4 separate regions of the Drosophila melanogaster genome follow, and all the other regions are linked to region 1. Evidence: chromatin contacts called from public Hi-C and HiChIP or PLAC-seq data. All regions are on one chromosome and are shown on one strand. Each heading gives the region's core, a stretch centred on a gene start, on an enhancer-like site or on the middle of the called end of the contact. The rest is flanking DNA. Distances are from core to core; before and after follow the strand shown.

What was found. A called contact is a pair of places that touch in the nucleus more often than the background predicts. HiChIP or PLAC-seq counts read pairs in DNA pulled down with a chosen protein or histone mark.
Region 2: a Hi-C map of the Kc167 cell line shows a contact between it and region 1, with 5 times the contacts expected there. The contact joins the promoter of fog here to the promoter of lncRNA:CR44997 in region 1. A contact is called at or near these places in 2 of 107 Hi-C or Micro-C datasets (the Kc167 cell line and eye imaginal disc) and 1 of 6 datasets of contacts at active chromatin or transcription factors (the Kc167 cell line).
Region 3: a CP190 HiChIP or PLAC-seq map of the Kc167 cell line shows a contact between it and region 1, with 6 times the contacts expected there. The contact joins the enhancer-like site here to the promoter of lncRNA:CR44997 in region 1. A contact is called at or near these places in 7 of 107 Hi-C or Micro-C datasets (the OSC cell line, the S2 cell line, embryo and 1 more) and 1 of 6 datasets of contacts at active chromatin or transcription factors (the Kc167 cell line).
Region 4: a Hi-C map of the Kc167 cell line shows a contact between it and region 1, with 3 times the contacts expected there. The contact joins the promoter of lncRNA:CR45464 here to the promoter of lncRNA:CR44997 in region 1. A contact is called at or near these places in 18 of 107 Hi-C or Micro-C datasets (the Kc167 cell line, the OSC cell line, the S2 cell line and 8 more) and 1 of 6 datasets of contacts at active chromatin or transcription factors (the Kc167 cell line).

What each region holds. Positions count from the first base shown.
Region 1 is chrX:22,655,881-22,658,959 of dm6, forward strand. It overlaps lncRNA:CR44997 (long non-coding RNA:CR44997), which reads left to right and starts at 1,444. Exons shown (of 4, transcript NR_123990.1): 1 at 1,444-1,779.
Region 2 is chrX:22,853,562-22,856,640 of dm6, forward strand. It overlaps fog (folded gastrulation), which reads right to left and starts at 1,633. Exons shown (of 3, transcript NM_001272855.2): 1 at 1,482-1,633. The region is part of intron 1 of CG42346; the gene reads left to right.
Region 3 is chrX:22,823,450-22,826,528 of dm6, forward strand. It overlaps fog (folded gastrulation), which reads right to left. Exons shown (of 3, transcript NM_001272855.2): 3 at 868-3,079. Among named protein-coding and RNA genes, the nearest start is that of CG42346, 7.4 kb to the right of the region's middle. Within about 2 kb of position 1,397, at least 28 of the 39 cell types and tissues checked have an H3K27ac peak or open chromatin away from gene starts, as enhancers often do. A contact at or near this core is called in the Kc167 cell line, the S2 cell line, embryo and 1 more, where this site is marked.
Region 4 is chrX:22,805,965-22,809,043 of dm6, forward strand. lncRNA:CR45464 (long non-coding RNA:CR45464) reads right to left here and starts at 1,435. Exons shown (of 1, transcript NR_123991.1): 1 at 537-1,435.

The sequences.
Region 1 (3,079 bases), core at 194-2,693:
TATATTTTTGATCAGGATTAACAACAGTCCGTCTGTCCGTATGAACGTCTCGAATGCAGGAACTGTAGAAGATAGAATGTTGAACGCTTGCAGCTTCCTGAGACATAGCCGCAGCGTAGTTTGTTTCAAATTTTGCCACTCCCATTCTGACGCCCACAAACCGCCCAAAACTGCCACGCCCACACTATTGAACAATATTTTAATTTTTTCAAATATTATTCCGCGGGGTATTTGATAGTCAGAGAACTCGACTGTATCAAGCTCTCTTGGTTTTATCTTATGATTTCTTATAAGTTAGCCAACAGACAGTTTAAATAAAGGTGCAATAGGATTGTTATTTAACTTTATTGGAAGTTTAGTAAAATTATTTTGATTTGAAATAATAAATCATGGTCTTAAACTCTGCCATTACATATTGTTTCATTACTTGAACATAAGACATTTGAACATTTACTAACATAAAATTTGTAAATAACATACCAAATATTTATCAGATTGATACTTATGACTGCAATGGTGTATAAAAATGTTCTATTTTTCAACACACTATGTGTTATAAGTTTTGTCTACAACGAGAAAATAAATAATTGAAAATGCCAATGCTAGATATTTCCTGCCTTCATAAGCTTTTCTGAGTTCATTTATTTATATTGGCACCGCTTGCCGCCTCTTGCATTAACAATTTTGACACATTGAAGATCTCCCCGGATGGACCCACTGTGTCATCTGTTAGCAATAAATGCAAGCCGCAAGCTGAAAACAAACGGAAAAGTCTACTGAAATAAATTAATCGGTATTATTTGGTCCAGCAACTTTCACGCTTTTTGTCCCACTGTAAGTAAGCCCACTGTAATGGCTCATTCATTATTTATTGATCTTGTTTTGAAGTTATGCAGATTTCTGAAAAGTTAGTTAGTTACTCCCATATCTTGGGACCAAACAGCTATTGCCCAACCTTGAATTAGCATAAAGGAACTGATTTTAAAATGGAAAATAATTAACGTTCGCCAGAAATTTGCCTCATTAATCGGGATTTCTGATTATTCGCAGTGCAGCCGCAGCGTGAAAATAAATTGAACATCGAGACGATGCCATGCGAAGCGTCACTGACCTAACGCACACGTGAGCCAGCGGCGGCATCGGCGGCGTTAACAAAAATAGCACGACGTGGAAATGGGAAAGCGGCTGCCCCCGCTGCGGGAATTTTCCTAGCGGTGGCGGTAGTGTCAGTACAAGAACGAGGGGCACCCTTGACAACGACAACACCGCGTCGTCGAATGCCGTTGATATGTTGCGGCAACAAGCCGCTTCGTGGATGCTGCTGAGATGCTCGGCTGCAGTTCGTGGCCGCTCGTGCCGCCTCGCCTCGGGAAAGTCGGGAAAAAGCCGAGCGACGGGATGCAGTTGCCGGCAGCTGACGGCCAACGCCGAATTTCAGTCTTTGCGCGTTTTCCAACTGCTCCGGTCCAGCGGACAGGCGACGCTCGAATTTCGCACGTCAGACATTGTAGAGCTTTGGCGAGTGCTAAGAAGTGTATGTATGAGGAGCTATCGTTCACCAAACTCCACTCGAAAATCAAAAGTGAAATTATTCGAAAAATATATCATAAAAGTATCAGTTTCTGTGACGTCCCGCGAGTGTTGAATTATTTTTTGAGTGCTTTGTGCGGGTGTAGCGCACTGTTTTGGCTATATTTTGTTGGAGTTCAATGTGTGAGTGCAAATTCGGAAACAGAAAGTGCAGCCCTCAAAATACAACACACGTACCAGTTTTCTCGGGTGAGTCCCAATATATAAGATATACACCGTAACCCCAGAAGCGGAACCGCAGTAACCACAGCTCGAGGTTTTCGGGGAATTTTGTGAAAAAGAGGGCCAACTTTTTGCTGATGCACAGTTGTTATGACAGCGGCAAATTGATTGATTGACGACGAGCGGAGTGGGCGGGAAATGATGAAACAAATGCCCGAAAAGGGCGATTTTTTTAAATCACATATTTTCAATAGTCAGCACGTAAGAGAATCATTGATAAATAAATGCACTGAACTTCGCAACCTTCAATACGTTCAGCGAGCTGTACTTTCAAATTAATGAATCCTATTAAGTAATTGCCAGATTTGCGGGGTACAGCTTCCATAGCGCCAACACATGTGCCACTTTAACCCGTTGACTTTTTAAAGTCTAAAGAACTTAAACAATAATTTCCTAATCCTCCAAACTAAGTGCTCTTCTCTACACATGTATTGTCTCCCTCTATAAACCGAACCACCTAAAAGGCTACTAAATTATTTAAAATAAACAGAATTTTCCATTTAATAAAATGCGTACAATCAATTTATAATTAAAATATTTTTTTATAGTTCACAATAACAAACTTTACCCATTAAATTGAATTCGGACATTAAAGGCTTTAACAAAAACCGCAGCAAATATGTACATTTTTTGGGCTTAGTGTTGCAGTTTGCTGTGCCTAACTGATATTTCAAGAAAAATCTGTTTGTGTATGGAAAATATGTGATACCTTTTTTTCTCTTTCTTGTAAATAGAATGTATTTAATCATGAATTAATAACAGCGTTATTATACGTTGCATTTCATATATATTGCTAGTATTTATTTATTTGTGTAATCTTTGAGGGGATATTGTAGCTTTATTCGGCCAATAATTTATAAAACTGCATCGACTTAACAAAAATTTTGTATGCATATGATTGCAAGTGAATTATCGTAGTGCCCTTCATGCCATTTTTGGTGTAACTTTTTATAAAGCTTATACTGGACTTGGCATTTAAGGACATACAGTATATAACTTTGCAGTCTTTTTTTGCAAATTCTGTATTAAACGCGTTAATTATTTGGTTAAATTAAATTTGGATGTCTAACGAAACATATGTGCCGTTGAGATGCGTTATTTTGATATTAAATATTATTTAGAATGCTTGTCCTAAGTTAAGAAGTGTACGGATGTGTGTTGAACGACGCCTGGAAATTAATATCCTCCACGAATTTCGAGCTTCAAAATTCTTCTCCAGTGCATCATATCAATGTGCGCCCCCAGAAGTTGCTCTTTCGACTTTCGC
Region 2 (3,079 bases), core at 383-2,882, 200 kb after region 1:
CGAAAACGAGACATCCTGATACCCAGGAAATAATGAAGCAGGATAATAAGGAGTACCAGAAACGAGATACTGTGGGTTTCGAATCTGTTATCCAAATTTTCTGGGCTGTATACATTTCGCTGGCTTCCTTTCAATTTAATTTGCATTAAGAAACAAGTTTCGCAGCGCAAAGTAATAATGGGTTATTCGATGGGCATTATAAAACACACATAAACGTTAAATAAAAATACATACAATCCACTTACTTTTGCTGTTTTATATCCCAAAACAAAGATGCCGAAGAAGGTGCGCTGCTTTTGCTTTTAGTTGCTTCTTCTTTGTCTTTTCCCCACTTTTGTTTTTCTTTGATTGTGGGTTAATATCAAGTTGTTGTAAAAATAAATTAGCATACAAATAAATAATAAACACCACAAATTGGCTCGTTTTGAATTTCGATTTGATGGCGGTTGAGCTTAATTTTTTGTTTGGTTTATTAAGAATTTTATATGTATGTGTTGATTGGCTTGCTGGTAAGAGCCAGTTCAAACTTGTAAGATACTAAATTTTTTTCAGTTGCTTAAAGTTTTCCCGTCGCTGGCTGCCTTTCATTTTTCGCTGCAGTTGTTAGGCTCATTAGGACAACACGGTTTTGTATTCGATTTTGTTGATTTATCTATTTTATTTCTCCAACTGTATCACATGTATTATCATATAATTCACAAAGACTTTTGCGCACACGAAAAAAAAACACACTACAACAAATCGACTTCAAAAGGTATCAATGGTAACATCCTGTTTGGGAAAAACGAAAGAGAATTATTTTGTATGCAACATTGAGTGCAATTCAAAAATAATGCCTACATGTGCACCGAAAATAGCTTAAGATTGTGAAATATTGTAGATATTTAATATATATCATTGTGAAATAACGTTAACTAAATATTTATAACTCAAAGCTAAGCTTCAAATTATGGTTGGTACTAGTATTTTAAAGTTGATCTCGGGTTTTTCAGTAGGCGAATCTATATGTACGGCGCACATATATTTTTAAGATTATAAATTATCGGACGCCTGTTGCTGTAAAGACAACAACAAGTACAACGACAACTGTTTCACAATGTAGTATAAACACAAAAGCGTAGTATATTTATACATGCCTCGTAGTATGTATTTTATTTTATTCTACTTTATTTTCACTTCGTTCGTTCTCTCTTTCCTGTTTCCTTTTACAGATAAGCATTCGAATGTTTTTTTGTTTTGTTTTAGTTTAGGTTCTTGTTCAAATTCAAATTAAAATCGGGTCAAATTTAGATAAAATAAAAGCACACGAAGAAACGTTTTTAAGGGACACAATCAGAAGATATTTATGTATATTACAAATTTATATTCCCATGTTACTATTTGCTTTTAAGTTATATGCGCCACGTTTTGACCGATTGCACATGTCTCTTAAATATCGAATTTATGTTACAAATTCAATCGAAATGATAGTGTTACTTTACTTTTTTCATTTGCTACTATTGTTGGTGATTTTTATCCGCTTTCTTCCCCCCTCATTTCTTTTAAGTTTTTTTTTTTGAAGAGACTGTAGCGGGCGGACAAGAGAACACGCACCGTTACCGATCACGTTCACAGTTGTTTTTTGAATGAGAAGCGGCTTCGAAACGTGTCGTCGCAGGCGTCGACGTCGGCGCCGCAGTCGCTGCGACAGACAGAGAGTGGTCAGATATAAATATACATGTACTGTATATATGTATATGTACGCGCGTTCGACAATGATCTTAGCCGAGAGAAAAGAGCCGATGCGCGGCATTAGGGAACTCTTTTCAAAGAGCGCGCTGAAGCCGCGCTCAGTTTTCATTGCTCTTAAGTTGCAACTGCACAAAGAAATCATTTTGCTGTTTTGATCGTGCATTGTTTTGAGTATGTATGTCATTAATTTAAAACAAGAGAGAACGCTATAGTCGAGTTCCCCGACTATCAGATACCCGTTATTCAGCAAGTCCAAGTGGGACGAGACTTTTCAACATTTTTCACGAACATTAGTAGAAATTGGTGGGAAAAAATTAATTTTAATTCTCTAAGGTCTGGGCAGGATATATTGGGCGGTTTAAGATAGCATATCTTCGGCATATCTATAAATTGGAAAAACAACTGGTTTAATACAAAAAAATTAAATCATTTCTCAAAAGTGTGGGAGTGTCAGTTTTGGTGCATTAGAGTGGGAATTTTTATCATATCGATAAAAATTAACAAGAGTCATAGAAATATGGAAAACTATCAAAACATTATGCAAAGGTGTGAGCGTGGCAGTTTTGGGAGGTTTGTGGGCGTGGCATCATGGGGAACAAACTTTCGCTGCGTCTAATGTCTCTAGAATCTAGCTTTTATATTTTCTGATATCTCGACGTTCATACGGACGGACAGACAGACGGACATGACCAGTTCGACTGGTCCTGATTGATCCTGATCACGATACATATATACACATGTACATATACAAGTACATGTACATATACATATACATATATGGTTGAAAACGCTTCCTTCTCCCTGTTACATTCTTTTTAACGAATCTAGTATACCCTTTTACTCTTCTCGACAATTCTCTTTTCTTTTTTGTTTTTCCCATACATGATTAACATTTTCTTCTGTTATGTTCTCTTGTTCTCAATTAGGGAGATGCTCTCTTTTGGCCGCCTGCAAAGGATGATTAATGATGTTCTCTGCTTTTAATTTTTTCTGAATGCTGCTAGTTGTTCAATTTAAAAAGGCAGTACGGCTCTTCCTGGTAATTTTCCGTTGGCTGTTTGTTTCTATTTACATATGTACTATGTATGTATGTATGTACCTTATTAAATAAAATTTTTATTTTCAATTTTGTCCGAGTTCGGTAGACCCCTACAGACACTACTAACATTCGGAAATATGTAAGGCTAACTGGAGTGGCCGGCTTAATAAAAATATCTCGGAAAAGCTGGAAAGTCGGAGATGGATTTCCTCGAAACCTAATTGAAGTTGATAGCAGTCATGGTTTTGTTCCCCGTCATCATCATTGGGCACTGAATCGCAAATCGCACTTCTTGGTAATTTTAGCCGC
Region 3 (3,079 bases), core at 147-2,646, 170 kb after region 1:
ACTAATTTAAGCAAAAAAATAATAATTTATGGAACAAGAATATAGAGAAGAGAAATGAACTAAAAACACTGAATTTTGGAAAATTTAAATAAATAATTTTTTCCTCCTCTAAAAAATATATTTAGCAACAAGTGCTCTTCGCGCCTATCTAAGTATAATTTTCTTGAATAACTTTTATAAAAATTTGTTCAAATTTACAAAAAAAAAACCCATTTCCTTATATTTACTTAACTTACTTTAGTTTGTATTTATTTAGGTACTTCTTTAATTTATTATGTACTTATTGTTATCAGTTATAAATATTGTCATTAATTACGAGTCAGCACTAAAAACTTAAATACTGAACTCGTCTGATGTTTCTCTGGACATAGGGCACCAAAGGCTCCTTAAGACCCATGCTCTTAAGGAAAGTAGTCATAGGTAGATTACACCGGTGTTTCGCTTCCGAATATATGTATTAATTGGCTTCCTCCGATTTTGTATACTAGCTCCTCTCTTCTTTTGTTGCAAGCACGGTCAATTCCTGATCTTATTCATTAATGTCTGTAGCGAAAAGGTATCTGTACAAGAGAGACCACCACACCCAACGCCATGAGCTAGAGCCGGACCAAAGACACAAGTTATTTTAACGTCTTTGGGCGGACTCTAAAGTGTGCACTCGCAAGTACAGGTTTCCTTGCCTTCCATCAATTTATTTCGTTACGCGTTACAAAACAAGTATTAAATTTTAATTTAATTTTTTTTTTTAATTTTTTCTCTTTATTTTAAACTACATCTGTAAGCGGGATACTATGATTATCGATAGGTTACAACTTAAAATATTGTAAGCATTAAGTAAAAAGAAAAAACATTTTCTATTTTTCCCATATCATTACCCATTGGCTCAGTTTGCATACGCAGGATTGTTGAAGACACACACGCAGACGCCTTTAAGACCATTTAAACATTCCCCATTCCCTTTTCCCAATTGTATGAATAGCATTTTACGAATATTTATTATTTATTATCCAATTATCACAAAAAATCGGGGGTTTCTATTAAAAATTTAAGTGGTCTGTTTTCTCTTGTGCCCAAATGTCGTTGTACAATTGTCTATACAAAATCCGTACGAAATAGATAAGACAGAGCTGTCGTTGGAATAGATCATTACACACCTATAAATTCCTTAAAAGCAATAAAAGCAACTACACTAATAATATTGAAATACATAAATAAGCACTTGATCTAATTACATCGACGTAGACCCTATATATCTATAATCCTATATCCTTGTTGCAAGGATTTTTTGGTGCATCTTTTTGTAGAAATCAACGTAATTTCTTCCATGAAACACAGTGCTAACAACATGTCGAAATTAATTGTTTCGCTAGACTAACACTCGCAGCCTTAAGGTATGCAACGGAAAACGAGATCCAAGGCATTCTGCCGGTCGCCTACAGATGGCGCGTGTGTGCTTGGTGCGGGTGCTAGTACATTTGGGATTTAAATTTAAAGTTGGAGGATCCGACTGAAGCCAGGTGGTGCGGTGCCAAATACAAGATGCGTATTTCCCAGGCGCCACTGCCACTGCCTTCCCCGTGTTCCGTCCCCTCCACCTGCATCTGTCACCACAGCTCAGCTACTGCAATCAGCGACTAATGCAGCTCGTTAGGCAAACACACAGATGCAGGCGCACAAGATTTTATTCGCCATGTTAACATGCCTTCTGCATATGTTCACTGAGGACATTTTTCGACAAGGAGCAACCAAAGAAATGGGAAATCAGGCGGGGGAAATCGCGGAGTTTCGCTGCTGCGGGCAAATTCTATATTTTCCTAATGCATTTCTTTTGGAAACGGACGGCAGCCTCCCGCACCTACGACGAATATTTTGACAGATATTTTGACATATTATGTTAGTCATTTCTCCGCCAGTGTGTGTGTGCACGGGCACAGGCCCGTGTGTGGGCTTCCTGTAGCTGATTTTGTTTCCGCCCTCCTTCGACCGCTTTTTTCTCCCGCAACTGACGATTCGTCAGTGGCTGGAACCCGTCGTTTAGCGCCTTATTTGCCTCTAGCTTCACAGAGAAGAACGACTAAAACGGTGGATAAATTCAGTTGTTGGTACATTTATTTCGCAGATCTTCTCTGGCTGGTATAAGCGTTTTAATAAACAAAAGCAACCCGTGTTTGAAAAGACATTGGAAAACAGCTAAATTTTGTTGTGGTAGCCTAATAGTCTAGAGCGTGATTTCTGATTTCTGATCAGAATTGCAACTCACTCCAGGGAATATATCCCGGTACTCTTTTGCTTAGTGTATCGCCAAAGCTGGGGTGCAACGAAATTCTCTTTGGCATCTCCTTTGGCCAGTTGACACACAAAGCCCATTACGCAGTTGAAAGTCCTCCTATCGACCTGCACTTGAATATTTGGTTTATTTTGCGTCTGCCTTTTTGTCGTTTTGGCCAATTCGCTGCGGAACGAGTTAAGCGTCCGACTTTCGGACAAACTGTTAAGGTGAACAATAAAGGAATCTTCATAAAGTCCAAGCCGAGTGGCGGTTTGCAGTACGGTTGAATGAGTTTCGCCCGGGGCTCTCTTTCGAAGTTGTGGCTAATCCAGCACCGAATTCTTAGTGGGATACTTACCGCAGACTTTTGGCCAGCTATCAAATTAAGAGGAAGGCCCCAGCCGCACAATCGCCATTGTGCCAATGAAAATATACGATTTTTTGCATTTTTGCATTTGTTTTTCTTCTGAACTTTGGTTGCTGGTTGAATTTCAATTGACAAAAACATGCTGGTTGCCTGATTCGTTTCGTTCGATTCAATTCGATTCGTTTGAGTTAATGGATCGAAACGCATTTTCTATAAATATATACATGCATTACACTATTTTTTAGGCTTTAGTTTCGATTTGTGTTTGCAATGGTTAGCATAACTGTTGCGCTTACATGCTAGGTATAGATACACGTGTTGTTTCAGTAGATGCGTTAAAAATGCTTGGATTTGAAAGGTTTCTTCACTAATGTATATACAACAAATGCTCAGACTGTACGCACAATGAATATATGAGTTACAATGGTAATAATAGTAGTAAA
Region 4 (3,079 bases), core at 185-2,684, 150 kb after region 1:
GATCATTTAATGGCAAACATAAATTATTAAATACATGAAATTCTATAAGTCGAAAAAAGGAACCTTCTGTTCTTCCGCTATCATAATAACAAAACTTACAGGTGTTCATACCGAAAGCATTTCATGAAATGCTTGAAAAGCATGAAATTTAATAGCCAGCTTCCGAAATCAATCACCGTAGTTGCGTCAAACTAACATAGTTTTATCAAATATTTTATGATTTGGTTCCCATGTCGAATGTTTATTGCCATGCTCACAGTGTATTGAAGGCAAATTTTGTATATAGAACCCGGCGACTTTCTCAAATTGTTTAAATGAAGGCAAAAATTATTTGTGTATTTATGTGCAAAAGAAACAAGAGAGAATCAGATATCAGATACCCGTTACTCAGCTAGTGTGAATGCGAAGGCGAAATTTCATCATTTTTCTAGGATATCAACACATATTGGGGAATAAAATAAGAAATAATTTAAAAATGGTTCCAAGGTGTCGGCGTTACCGGTTCGGCGGCTTTGGGGCGCTAGAGTGGGCGTGGCAATATGTGTCAACAAACTTGCCCTACGTCCTCAAATTTGGACGAAAATACGGATAGACGCACAGACGGACATGGCTAGATCGACTCGACTATTGATCCTCATCAAGAATTCATATACAATACTTTATATAGTCGGAAACGCATCATTCAGCCCGTTACTTACTTTTCATAGAATTTAGTATACTCTTTTACTCTACAAGTAACTGGTATAAAAAGATGTATATAAAAGCCAGTTTATTAAGCTGTAAATTCAGGATCCCATTGAGAGAGGCAGTTGCTCATAAAGTGAGCTTTTGCTTCTTACATTAACTTGGTCAGCAGGAAGCTCCACAACACCTGATTGCCAAATCAAAAACGAAGTAATATTGATGTTTTGTTGCTGTTACCATGGCAAGGTATCTGTATTTGGCCGCACAAAGGACGCCGGACAATGGACACAGGACGAAGAATCCAGACATCAATTGACCGTGGCCGTGGCGATGGCTTCTTGTGGCTGCCACTGCGGCTGCTGCAGTTTTAAGAGTCCATAAATAGGGTCTAAGCATGTGCTCAGTAATCCGGCAGCAGTGTCCGAAGTATACGAAAAAAGTGAAAATAAAACCAGAACACAGCAGCACAACAATCCAGTCCACTCCACTGGCAGCCACTCTACTTGACTGTACGTACTCCAGTCCTTTCCACCTTCCCACTGGCCCTCTGCACTGGATTTCTTCTGGCTTGGAGTGGCCAAAGGTGCAACTCTTTAAGGCACTAACACTGTCCCAGGGCAAGCAAAATAAAAACACTCAGAAAAATCCCCAGCTCCATGAGACATACCATGCACAATCGGAATAGAATACTCGTAGTTATACACATGTGATTGTAGCCAGCTTAAAGTCGGGTAATAATCACTTTCCTTAAGTTTTTTTTACGGTGTCAGATATCCCTGTCTTTTGATTCCGGTGGGGCAGTGCAGTGCACAACAGGATCAAAGACACGCCCAGCTCCTGCAACATCAGATATTAAATGTTTTGCCTTGCCCAACGCCGAGAGACCGTCAGCTGCGCCCGCAAATTCCCACCGCTGTGCAGCATATTTTCCTTTTTTTTCTGGCCTGTTAAACTTCTGCCTGTCTTTTGGCTTCTACACCTTTTGTTGGGGGCGACAAAAGCACCAGCTCGTCGGGAGTGATAAATAATTATAAATAATTATGCTTAATAATTAGTTGGACACAAAAGCACAAATCGCACAAATCATAAAAGCTGAGTAAGAAAGAAAGTGAGCAAAATTATAGAATAATCAAATCACAGTTACAGTCACTTAATGCTTGCCGAACTGCATAACATATCTTTCACAATGGATATATATTTTTGAAGTCGAGATTGAAGTGTTTTTTATTTATGCCGTTTATATTTTTAGTGTACAAGTACATATGTACATATGCATGTATTTCATGTAGTCAGGATTCTTTGATATTTATGTTAAATAGTCACGGCCCGCTTCTGTGGCTTCGATCTCCGACACACGAGTACGAAAAGAATGAAGTGGAATTTTTTTAAGTGCATATTGGTGTGTTTTTCCCCGCCCGCCTTTCGATGGCCGGACAAATGCGACCTCGTTAGAGGCTGGCTGGTGAAAATGAATTAATCGAGGGCTGCAGAAACGTGTGGGTGTAGGCATGGGAAATGGATTCGCAAAGCGGACCGGAAAAGGGCGCTAATTGCGTGGACATGCCAAATGTCGCCCCTGTCCTGGACAAACAGGACAATTGCCAAACTGGACAGGACAGGAAGCGAGTGCCGAGAAGCGACGGAAAAGGATCAAGGATTGGTGAAATGGCACACAACAGGTACAAAAATTACAAATAAACATTAGAGAAAATACAACAACGGCAGAGCGTTGTTCAAAGGTCAATATCACGTGGCTCGAATCCTTTTTTCGCACTTGTCCCGAGTCCGTTGTATCCTCGCCAATGGATGCATAATAGAGAAGAGGAAGGGAAACCAAACGAGTCGGCCGCAATGAAAGCGCAACACGTAATTGTTGTTCGCATCTAATGGGTGTTCGACTGAGATGGGCGCATCTGAAAAGAACATATGGCCAGGATAATAACACTTGAAAGGCATACAAAATGAAATGAACGATAAAACAATCATGAGAATGAAATGCTCGAGTTCGAAGGCAACCACGTATAAGATGATGCCAACGAAAATCGCATTATATAACTATATAATTAACTTAACCAAGTAAAAAGATGTACATAAGCTCTGATCCTAAACTAATACCGTAAATAATAAAAGTAAGGAAAATTAAAAAGAGGGAGAAACAAATTTTTCCATAAAAATAAGCTTTTTATGGCGAGGATGATCTTTAACCATTCTATGCTGTATTTCAAAACGTATTAGAATCGACAATATAAAGTCAAATTTAACGAACTAATGAAGTTCCTGAAACTTTTGCTGCCCGATGAGGCGGCTTAAATACTTGCTAAGTGAGTATAGGCAAAAGGAGGAAAAAAGGCAGAAACAGCTCGATATCTACTGAGTTGGTTCACTTTGCAGTGGA